Regions from separate parts of the Hordeum vulgare genome. Here all the other regions are linked to region 2. A link is a contact called in public Hi-C data. All regions are on one chromosome and are shown on one strand. The core of a region is the stretch at or near the end of the contact, and the rest is flanking DNA. Distances in the headings are between cores, read along the strand shown. Region 1 holds the start of LOC123407045 (calcium-transporting ATPase 5, plasma membrane-type-like). Region 2 holds the start of LOC123413565. Region 3 holds the start of LOC123412213 (oxysterol-binding protein-related protein 4C-like).

The links. A called contact is a pair of places that touch in the nucleus more often than the background predicts.
Region 1: a Hi-C map of leaf shows a contact between it and region 2, with 6 times the contacts expected there. The contact joins the promoter of LOC123407045 here to the promoter of LOC123413565 in region 2. A contact is called at or near these places in 4 of 6 Hi-C or Micro-C datasets (leaf and seedling).
Region 3: a contact with region 2 is called in a Hi-C map of leaf, with 10 times the contacts expected there. The contact joins the promoter of LOC123412213 here to the promoter of LOC123413565 in region 2. A contact is called at or near these places in 6 of 6 Hi-C or Micro-C datasets (leaf, seedling and an unstated tissue) and 1 of 1 datasets of contacts at active chromatin or transcription factors (embryo).

Annotation. Positions count from the first base shown.
Region 1 is chr7H:190,777,810-190,781,616 of MorexV3_pseudomolecules_assembly, reverse strand. LOC123407045 (calcium-transporting ATPase 5, plasma membrane-type-like) reads right to left here and starts at 2,435. Exons shown (of 35, transcript XM_045100081.1): 1 at 2,265-2,435; 2 at 1,922-2,169; 3 at 409-525; 4 at 284-326. The coding sequence starts at 2,083.
Region 2 is chr7H:190,422,144-190,425,924 of MorexV3_pseudomolecules_assembly, reverse strand. LOC123413565 reads right to left here and starts at 1,547. Exons shown (of 9, transcript XM_045106496.1): 1 at 1,251-1,547; 2 at 573-779; 3 at 387-489; 4 at 216-295; 5 at 50-127. The coding sequence starts at 1,436. It overlaps LOC123413566 (EEF1A lysine methyltransferase 4), which reads right to left. Exons shown (of 9, transcript XM_045106499.1): 6 at 3,676-3,706; 7 at 3,514-3,592; 8 at 3,258-3,391; 9 at 2,925-3,164. The coding sequence ends at 3,108.
Region 3 is chr7H:190,116,759-190,120,561 of MorexV3_pseudomolecules_assembly, reverse strand. It overlaps LOC123412213 (oxysterol-binding protein-related protein 4C-like), which reads left to right and starts at 1,289. Exons shown (of 5, transcript XM_045105154.1): 1 at 1,289-2,006; 2 at 3,063-3,248. The coding sequence starts at 2,004.

The DNA of each region.
Region 1 (3,807 bases), core at 1,186-3,685, 350 kb before region 2:
ACACTGTGATGCATTCTAGGAAGGAAATGTAGGAAACCAAAGTTATTCTACCATTTTGGTCAGTGTCATCCACAAACATGGCATGTTGCATACTGTGTTAGTCTGCATTTAAGGGGTGGGTGTGTGTTTGGGGGGGGTTCTGCTGCCGTGTCAACAGGGATCAATCGTCATGATTCTCACAACAATTCTTTGAAGAGGCAATATTACTTGAGCAAAAGCAGGTATAAAGAATCACTTTAATGATAACAAACAGTAAATTGAGGTTAATGGTATGAATGATTACCTTTGGGATCATTTTCTCCAGCTTCTTTGAAAAGAAATACTGCCTGGAGAATTCAAAATTAGAATGGACAAAAGAAGACAGCCGAAAGAGAAACAGGGTGCATAAGCTGCAAAACAACACATTACCCGTATCACTTGTGCATGTGATCGGATCGTTCTCCTTATTATCTCTTTCTCTTCCTCCTTTTTAAGGTCTAGAGTATATCTAAAGCGACGTGAAGCATTCAGCACGAGAGCAGCTTGCTGAAAGGAGAGAATAACTATATTTATCAGAACTAAATAATAATAAGGCTCGTATTTGTCTACCCCGAAGGATCCTTCACTTGTAGCCACAGCAAATTGAATGAACCCACTTACAACTATTATGCAAAACAAGTGCTTGGTTTTTTTGTTGTTGTTTTTTTGCGAAAATGATCCAGATCTATTATCAAAGTTCACTAGAAGTACAAAGCATCTCAAACATAATAAAAAATACATCGAGATTCTGAGACCACCGAACGACCCCTACAACCGACATAATGAGCCGCCGACGTGTCATTGTCACCGCTCCACTACCGGAGCCGGCTTGACCTTGTCGATGACAGCCAGGAAGTCTTCGTGCACGTGACTCTAAGGACCAGCCCCCTGGAGCCACAGTCGTCGCTGTTGAACCCTTGAATAGACCTGAAGCACCTGACACCAAATCTCGCCACATGACGAGAAAACCTAACCTCACCGCCCCAAGGAGACGGCAGGAATCTATACCGGAGCTCCATCGACTACGTCCAGATTGAGGAACTTGAGGAGGATCGGAGCCCGGAAGATAAACTCCAAGAAGAAGCGTCGTCGCCACCCGCCTGAGAGCCGCACCTGCGAGGACTAAAAACCCTAACCTAAATTACTAACCGGAATGGAGGCCGGGATTCCACTCCCCGCCACCGGCTGCCGGAGCGGCGAGCAAAGGGGAGGCAGATACACGGGCTTGCCAGCAAAGCCTGGAGAGGAGAGTTTACGCTAGCCCCCAAGGGATAGGGGAGGGAAAGAGAAGCCCTAGATTTACAACTTCTCTTCCAGCAGGACAAAAGTAGGTTATATGCCGTCTAACAAAACCTGGTTAGTTGTAGTATAAGTGTGGTTTTATAGCTGTAGTACAAGTGTTACTGTTTGCTTCCTTTTGTGATGTCCCCCTATACATGAAGGATACATGAACTACCCAAACCTGTGAATACCACAAAAACTAGTATTCTTTGGATGAATGGATGACAGACCTCTGGTTTCAGCTTGTGTTTTCAGTTTTATGAGAAGTTGTTTGCCGCTCTGTGCATGTGCACGGCAGTAAAAAAAGGTAGTGTCACCAAACAGACTCCAATGCCTTGACTTACAGGAAACGCGGACAAAAAATGAACGTAATATGTAAATCATGGGGTCAATGACATGTCAGTAAACCTCAGCGCAGTGTATCCACTAGACCAAAAAGCATTAGTGTTTGATTGTTCCTCTTGTACCCCCTTTTCTTCCTGCGCAGAATCAGCACGTCCCAGTTCCGGCCAGGACGGAATCAACACCAGAATGGCGATAATTTGGGCATTTTGCTAACCAGCAGAGTCCGGCCTAGATCACAGTCTGACGGGAAAGGGTAAGGTGAGGAAGGATCCCGTACCCTCCATCGGAGCAAGCTGTCGTGGGATGCGTTCTTATGGGGTATATCGAAGGCGTCGCCGAACTCCTCCTCCTCCTCCCCCTCCGCGCCCGCCGCACCCTCCGGCCTGTCCCGCTCCGGCGAGCGGATCTCCGGCGGCGTCGGCGAGCTCCCGAGCGCCATGCCCACCAGTCAGCCGCTGCGTCCGCAGCAGCGCTCGCAGGAGAGATGACAACGACGACCAGAAACCCCCGCCGCCCACCCTGCACCTGCAGACAAACACACACAAGATCACTCGCTCAGACAACCAAATCGCCACGGGATCGATAGAGCGCCGCGCCGCCTCAGGGATCACTGGCCTCACCTCCCGCGCCAGCCGCCAAGGTTCTAGAAGGTTCCACGGGCTCAGCAGCTGCGTTGCGGCTTCGCCACTGTGGGTGCGGTGCGTGTGTGTGTGTGCGCGGCGGAGCTTGGTGATTTGTTTTGTTTTTTCTCTCTCTGCGCCCCGGATTTCGGTCGCGAATGGGGACTCGTTCTCGAGGAGATTGTTCGGGGGAAGCTTCCACGAAGCTGCGGCCGCCCCGCCAGCCCCCTCCCTCGCTGCCACGTGGGCCCGGCTGAAGCATCGGAGCGGCCGAGCTCGTACCGGCCGGGCGGGGCAACGTGGTGGGAGCCCGCCTGTCAGTGGGAGTCGCGGCTCGGCGCGGGAGGCTCGGATCGGAGGAGGAAGGGGGGGTTTGGCGCGGGCGCGGCGGGGCGTGGGCCGGCCGGTTTGAAATGGGAATGGGAGGGGCCACTGGGAGCCGTTGGATCGAGCCGATAGACGGCCGGGATGCGACGTACAGCGTGCGTGTCAAGAACTTGCCTGACACGTGAGCGTGATAAGGAAAGATGTGATAGTTTCATGCCGTCGTTGCGGTGTGTGTGCGTGTGTGTTTTTCAGTCAAAGGGAAAAGTTAGAGATGATTGTTGCCTCTTGTGTTCTACTAGTACGTCTTTGAGTGGCATAAATATTGATACTTGGCCTCTTTGACATGATTTTGTATTGTATTGACTCTTGAGATGGTTTTGTATCTTGGTTACTAATGAGATTTGTTCTGAGTTCAAAATAGACTTGAACCGGAAACAGACAACACCGGAGGGAGCAGTAGATTTTAACTCAAAAGAGATATGCTGTTGAGTTGTTCTTTTAAGCTCCATGAATAGTCGCCACACTACTCTACTAGTTGGCCACTAGGGCGCTCACAAACGAAACATGCCGCGGGATACGATGGATCTGGGGTCAAGTGGCCAGCGTGGGTCACGGGCTGCTTGTCACCTTCCAACAGGAGAGTTTTTTTTTTTTTTTGAGGCAAATTCCAACAGGAGAGTTGGCCGGCGGAAACGTGGAATTGGTTGCCCTTTCCCGGATAGATCCATTGCCGGTCAACAATAGAGACGGGGGGGCTGGTAAGCACAGAGAGTAGGACACTGACACTGTATTGTTTGTTCGGACGAAGTCCGCATCACTCGTTTTATTGTTTGTTCGTACGAAGTCCGCATCACTCGTTTTCTGTGGCATACGGGGCAGTCCACATTGCTTAGGCCTGATACAATGCAATGTGCTTAGGAAAAGTGCTTAAAGAAATAAATCAATTTTCTAAACACCTGTGCTTATTTATATGGGTAGACGTTTAGTTAGGCAGGGTTTTTAGAAATAGACACCGATGCTTCAGAAAAAACTGATTTATTTTTCTAAACACCTAGCATTGTACAAGGCCTTGACCACTCTTTAAACAATCCCAGCACCTCAAAACAATTGAGGGCATGCACAATGATATCATTGATAAGCCAAAACATTGTCACTTAAACCCTTCAATTAATCTAAAGAAGACAATAAAAATATAATGTGAAAAATATTTTTATAT
Region 2 (3,781 bases), core at 298-2,797:
GCTGTCTGCACTATCAATTATCAAGCAACAAAGGAAGCTAAATAGGAACCTGTTGTTCAGCTGGCAAAGGGTAGACATCACCAAATATCGTGACACGGGCATTAGACAATCCACTCCATCCAGGTACCTGTAATGAAGGACTAGATGCTGTTATCCAGTTACTAGCAAGCAAGGAAACTTTAGACTCCAGTAAGACATGCTGATAAACTTCATACCTGGACAACAAGTGTGCATCTTGGATCAGAGAGCAAGTTCCTAGTGTGGATTGCTAAGGGAGACAGAGAAAATATAGGGTCTGCACAAGACATCAACACAAAATAATTACCCAAGGAGGCCAAACAGAGCGTACAAGTTATATCCAAAATGTAACCAAGTAGCTATCTTACGGCCCATTGAGTCATTAGCAAAGTCAACAAGTGAACCAAATGGATATCCAGCACGTCGATGATGCATGCCAGACATGACAGTGCATAGATGAGCAAATCGCGCCTAATGAGCACAGTAAGACAGGAATAAGCATCCAGCCGGCTAGAAAATAGCCCAAAGGCCAGGAGATAATTAACAGAAGCTACCTGTTCCATTAAATTGCGAACAGCCAAAGCCGGTGGAGGTAAACCATGGGCAAAAGTCGCGCTCTGCACACCACCTGATATAGGGGTTCTGAACAAGCCAGCTCTGGATCCACTTGAGTCAGGAGTCGTATTGGTTGATGAGGTCGTGCGTGACTTCTCAGTTGTGACCGGACCAAGAGCTCCATTTTGACTTGGATCAACCTTCGACTGTCAGGCAATTTAGTACAAACCAAAGATATGTGACCTACTAAAGGCAAACTAAAAGAAAATGACCTGATTCACTCCTGAGTTGTTAAAAATAAATACAGGATCACCTTAATTGTGATTCCAACAAGAAGCTAAATAATAAGTATCTTTGTGAACCCATACGCATAGATATGATTCCCAACTAGTTCATCGTTCCGAAGTTCTAGGTTGATTTGGTACTAAAGGAAGTTCACTTTCATGGCATCCACAAAACTTCCCGACCGATTTCAAAGATATCAAGCTTCAAAACCTAGAACATAATGGAACAACCCAGGTCTAGGTAGGCCCAGGGCCTCGCATCTGAAAGAAATCCCTAAACCCAGCATGTTCTACACTGCCACACCACAAACATACCCCAGCAACCACCACCCGACCAAAATCTTCGTCACTTCTTACACCGCATCACGTAAGCGTGCAGGCACTGTTCGTTACCTTGACGACGGGGGTCCCGTTCGGCTTGGCGGCGTCGTCCTTGCCTCCGCCGCCGCCGGCGGAAGCCGCGCGGAGGGGCCCGCAGGGGCGGGCGCGGAGCGCTACGCGGGAGTGAGACTGGTGGGCGGGGAAGGACGGGAGGAGCGCGGACGAGGCGGCGGCGGCGGCGCCCGCGAGAGCCTCCATTAGACGGATGGGAGGAGAGTGAGGGAGCGCCCGCGGAGGAGAGAGAGAGGGAGACAGAAAGGAGGGGCACACGCGCGGCGGTGAGGAGAGAGAAAGCTGCGGGGCCGAAGGAAGGCGGCTGGAGAACGGGGGAGAGGGATTTTTAGGGAGGGGGAGGGAAAGAGAGGGAGACGTGTCGAATCTGGGGGCGTTGGATTGAAGATGGACGACGGATCCGTTCCCCTGAGGGATTCTTCCACTTTCCCTTTGCCTCGGCTAAACTGAATCGTGATGGGTGCAGTAGAAAATCGCACGCTTAGGTCAAAAAGTTGTTTAGCTTACAAAAAGGTGAAAAAGTTGTTCCTTTATTTTTCTGAAAATAAAGAAATATTACATGTGGGTTTGTCAAAATGGCCACAAAGGCTCGTCCTAGAAGTAAAAAGTATCCGGTACTTTAAAGACTTAAAGCATCTCCAACCGTTCGGCCCCGAAAGCTTGAAATAGCGTCGCCTCGAAGTGCGACGGTGGAAAAATCGACACGGGCTTGGGTTCCAGCCGTCCCCCAAGGTCGCCACAGTCGTTTCTTTTAAATCAAACTCGGCTTAAATTCGGCCAAAAACAACACAAATTTAAAGGAAATTCAGCGTTTCCGTTGATATTAGTATAAATTGAACTAAAAACATAATTTGAAACCTTTCTGCCATGGCCTCGGGGGGTTTTTTCAACGCTGAAGGTAAGAGAGATGAGGAGACGAGGGATGATGAGTGTGCGGCGAGCGGCGACGAGGCCCGTCTTTTATAGCGGGGAGAAGGCGGGAGCGATGTGTGCGTGGCGGGAAAGGGCGGGACGCGCGGCGGCTCGCGATCGCTGCGCCGCGAGACCTTGGAGACCCAACTGGCACAAGAACCGAGGCGATGAGGACAACGAAGGCTCTCATCGACGCACAGTCGCTGACTCGACGGGTCCACACAGGAGGAATCTATCGCGCTTTGTTTTCGCTTCAAATTCCTTTCCTTCGGCATGGGTCCACAGGCGTCAATTTCGACCCTAACCAACTAAACTTGGGCTTTGAGGACGTGACTGGGCGATTCTTTTGCGCCGAGCCTGTTAGGGGATGGCTGGAGATGCTCTTATAATACAGTACCGTGCTACCTACTCACAAAAATCAAATTCAAAAGTACAAAAAATCAGAAACAAAATTTGAATGTTCGCAACATATGTGTGGACAATCCATAAAAGAAATCAAGTTTCTCTTTTTATTTTTTTAGGAATTGTAAACACATGTTGTGAACATAAAAAAAACATAGCTTCTGAAAACTGATTTCAATTATTTTTAGGGATTTTTATGCATATGTTGTGAACATCCACAAATTTTCCCAGATACTTTCCCGTCACACAAGATTCTGGCTTTACTTTATGCAGAAAATCTAGATCATTTGCTCTAAGATTTCGCACACAGCGAGCAGGTCCTATGTTCCACAAACACGGAAATAAATTCTGCGCAAAATCTTAAGACAGGAAAACAGCAAATCTGTTTCTATTCCAAATTCGATGATCGGAAAAGCAACATCCTAGCTGTAATTTTGCCAAATTGTTGCCAACAACGACACCAGTTAAGAGTTATAAAATATATTCCCTACATTATTCGCTACAGTGGTTATACACGACGATCCAAAAAGTTATAATATGCAATCAGTTGTCTGCTTCATTGACCTCGGTCTTCAAGTCCACTCTTGCACTGTCGTTGTCCTGCATAACAATGTAAGACTATTCAATAACTAGTCATATGAAGAGTTCAGGAAACAAGTTCGGATGATTTTGACAATCCTGTCGATGGCTAACCTTTATACAGACATAAATATAGTGAACATCAGGTTTTGGGCCAAGAAGGTTGATAATTGATGTACTGTCATCATGTAAAGGCAGTGGCTCGGTCAGATCCCATGTCTTTTTGGAACTTCTCTCCCACCTATCTGCTATGTCGATTGTGTATGTAAAACCGTAAAACAAATAACACTGTTATTTAGAGCTTCAGAAAATATCAAAGAGGTCAAGAGTAGGACATTGTTAAGTCGAACAGGTGGCAAAACCGACTAACCTATGACGTGAAGCTTTACTGTCCAAAATTGGAGGTCCTTCAGAAGATTCAATCGATAACTTGGATCCCCATAAGTAATCTGTAGCATTGTGACACTCGAAGAAGTTTATACACACAAGAAGAATATCACAGAGTTACCATGTTAATAATACTATCATTTACCATAATGTAGACCCCCTTATCGTTGAGGATTCTGCAGGTAGAAAAAAAAAAGAAATTTATAGTCAAATAAACAGAGATATCACAACAAATATCAGTCTGTTCTTTA
Region 3 (3,803 bases), core at 40-2,539, 310 kb after region 2:
GGTGCATGCGGAGGAGATGAGCCGCCATCGGCATGTGCTGATGGCGGAGCAGCGGCGAGACCCTACGTACGCGGCCGACTCCCCTAACTGGGAGGTGTGGTTCGCGATGGAGCACGGGAAGCAGTGTCGTCGTGACGTGCGCGAAGTGCAGCCAGGAGGCCCTCCGTCGTCCCCGCCTGTCGTCAGCGACGAGGACCAGGAGGCTGAGGCCGCCTACCAGGCGGCGCTCGCTGTTGTTCTCCGCGACAGCAAGGAGGAAGCGCGGCGCAGGGCCGACGAGGAGGTGGCGTACCAGCAGCAACTCGCGGAGGCCATCGCGCTGTCGGCCGCCGGCGACTGCGTCGTGCCACCTCCACCGAAGCCCGAGCCCACGGAGCTGCGGGAGTTCTACCAGTGGACCGGCATCGTCTAGGAGTTCGTCACTGTGCCGCCCATCTGGCTGGGCGCGACATCGCAACAGGAGCAAGCGTACCTCGAGCAATGGAGGGCGCAGCACGCCGAAGGCCTTTGGCTCATGAAGGTGGAGAAGGAGGCGGAGGAGGAACGACGAGAGGCGGAGGCGGAGGACACACGATGGAGACGCAGACAACTGCGCTCTGGAACACGACGTTCCCTTGGGCCGGCCCTGCGCCTACGTTGGTCGACCTCATCGGCCCCGATGATGACGACGACGCCTCCTAGGGCGGCCCTCGTAGTTTTAGTTTTTTTTATGTTTAATTAATGTAATGCGGACGCGTGGACTCTCGCCGTCTTCGTGGCCTGTTTTTAATGTTTAATTATGCATTTATGTAAAAAAAATCGCACGCCGGTAAATATGGGTCCGTCCAGCGTTGGGCGCACGCGCCGACCAATTTACGAAAGCGGATGTTCGTGTCGGCGTGACCGACTCAAACGAATAAAAAGCGTACGAAATCGCCGTCCGTTTGAATCGGTCCGTTGGAGTTGCTCTAAGTTGTTTGTATAACTACTCCCTCCGTTTCTAAATATAAGTCTTTTAAACGATTTCACTAGGGGTCCACATACGTAGCAAAATGATTGAATGTATACTCTAGATTATGTCCATATACATCCGTATATACTCTATTAGTGAAACCTCTAAAAACACTTATATTTAGGAACGGAGTACTTACTTACTAAGCAAGGCATAATTCTTCATCTAAAGGTAATGAACACATAAGCCTCATTGGTATTTCAGTCTACAAACCACGCTTCATTCCTCTTTTTTTTTTTTTTTGCGCCCACCGTGGGGCACATTAAACCACGCTTCATTCAACGTGTCTATTTTTTTTTTCATTTTCTCCTGTCCAATCGTCAAAAGAATCTGGATCAGAAATAATCCAGCCTTTGCCGAACCTTTGGAGGAGCCGGAAAAATGTAAGCATACAATTATTTTTGTGAGGGCAGGTTGCCTTTTCAACTAGTACTACTTAATTGTTTTTTTTTTCTAAACTCTCTCCAACATGTTTTCTCTCTGCATTAACGAGGCATCGATAATATGGAGGGGACAGTGGCGCGCGCGTCCTCGCGGCTTGCACTGGCCCGGAAAGGAGGAATCGTTTTGGCCTGTGCCCGAGAATGGGTTAGCGTTCACACGCACCCAACCACCGAGACACGGAGAGGCCGACGTCACCCCGCGCGGCCGCCGCATCGGCTCAGATAGAGGCCGTACCTCAAGGAAGGCGCGGCCGCAGCGACGGGCTCCAGAAACACGCGGCCTTCATCGAAACAGAGAGAGAGAGAGAGAGAGAGAGGGCGTGTATAAATAGGCACGCGCGCATGCTAAAAAAGAAAGGAAGGAAGGAGATCAATCCAGCGATTTGCTTGCTTCTTCCCCGCCCGCCCTTATCGAGGATTCCACCCCGCCCCACGCAGCATACAGAGGAGGAGGAGGAGGAGGATCAATAAGAGATACTTCCCTCGACAACGAGAAGATCGCCGCAGGCCAGGGAGGAGGAGGTCGAATCAAGGAGAGCTCGCGTCGGGGATTGGAGCTCACGCCAACCATGGTACGTCCTCTTCTTGCACGCTTGACCGCTTCACCGCCGAAGGCATACGCAACTACGCATGTCTGGGCGGCGGAGGCGGCGAGAGCAGCAGATTCTCTCGATCGAGGATTTGGGGCGGCGCTTGAGGCGTCAGGTCGTGGCCTGCGTCCACGTCAGGGTTGCGAATATCGCCGATGCTTTTACCTCTAGCCCCGCCCGCCGTCCTCACCTTTTTGTCCTACCGTGCCATTTCCACCGTCCGCATTTACCTTTTCTGTTTGGGCGATTCCACACGTACTCTACTTATTACTGGGCGGTAAAGCTGATTATCCGTTTTCCTTTCGGAAAACACACCAGAAAAGTCATAAACGCCTGCAAAATCAACACAGGGCGATCGAGCTAAGTCTGTGACGTGAGATTTGAGATTTTCTTTGACGACCTCGTGCGTCTGGTCGTGATGTAACAGACGGCTAGAGGAGAGGCCACCTTTCCTTTTCTTTGCGACGAAGAAAGAGGAAGGGGCACGAAACGGAGTTCCCTTCCGTTCCATCTCCTTTCTTAGCCGCGTCACCGGGAGCGTACACACCCGTGTAAATGCAACGCCAACAGACGCACACACACATAGCACCAGCTTTCGGTTGGCCGGCCAAGAGCAGCAGCAGAATCTTCAGCCGGCACTGACCTTTTCCTGACTTCATTTACGCAGTATTCATATACTAGCACATACACACACCTAGCTACTACATATTCGACGGCATATCATGGACACATGAAAGGGAGGGAAACCATCTCCCAGCCTGAGACAAGTGACAGCCACGCCCACACGGGGTTTGATTTCGGTTCGTTCCCGTTCATCGGTCAACTCGATTGGACCCGACTTTTCTTGGAACCTCCCCTCCAAGGAAAGGAGACCTGAATCTGAATGCAACAAGCAAGAGCCTACATGGGGCGACGACGACGACCACGACCGATCGCCCGTTTCTTGGTTGCCACTACTATTTGTATTTAGCACTATATAACTTCATATTTGGAGCTCATATACGTCAGTATCTGACTGTATTAGTTGATTGAATGCAGGTTGAATCGGAGATCGACGCATCGGCGGCAGCCACCGCCACGGCCAGGGCTTCGGCGGCCGTGCTCACCGCGCCGCTGTCGCTGGAAGGGGGCCTCGCGGCGGAGCTCCGTCCGGCCAACCTTGTGCAGCGGGTACTCAGCCTCTTCGGGAACGTCAGGCCAGGCTCCGATCTCTCACACTTCCAGGTAAAAACAAACACCACTGCTGCTCACTCTCATATGTGATTCACTTGATCCTACAAAATCATGCATGTGATGTGAGGTTCCCATCTCGAGGGCCAAATTTGAATTCACTTGCTAGTTTACTTAGTCAGAGGTTGGGAGCACGAGGCACCCTGAATCCGGCATAATTCAGGGGGCTTTGCTCGGCTGGCCAGTGTACTAGTAGTATAATCAGGGCAGGTTGATTTGTTTACCGGAGAGTGGACTAGTGGGTGGGGTTCAGCTAAACAACAAAAACAAGTTCAATCAATTCGCAAGAATCTGAAACAAAATAAATGGGAACCAAAAGCTTGGACTGTGCTGGATTAGACATGTTTCTATCGTTTTAGAGTTTAGAAAAATTGGATTGATTGAGTCTTGTCATCTCATCTGATCACATTGATTTCTTGTTTTATAACCTAGGCTAAGCTTTTTAGGGGTTAGTGGTGATGTGGAGATCAGTCCTACTAATAATTGGTTAGTCTGTTTCCTGTGACCCCATATCGACCGGTTAATTCCCAAATTGATTCATGCAAGTTT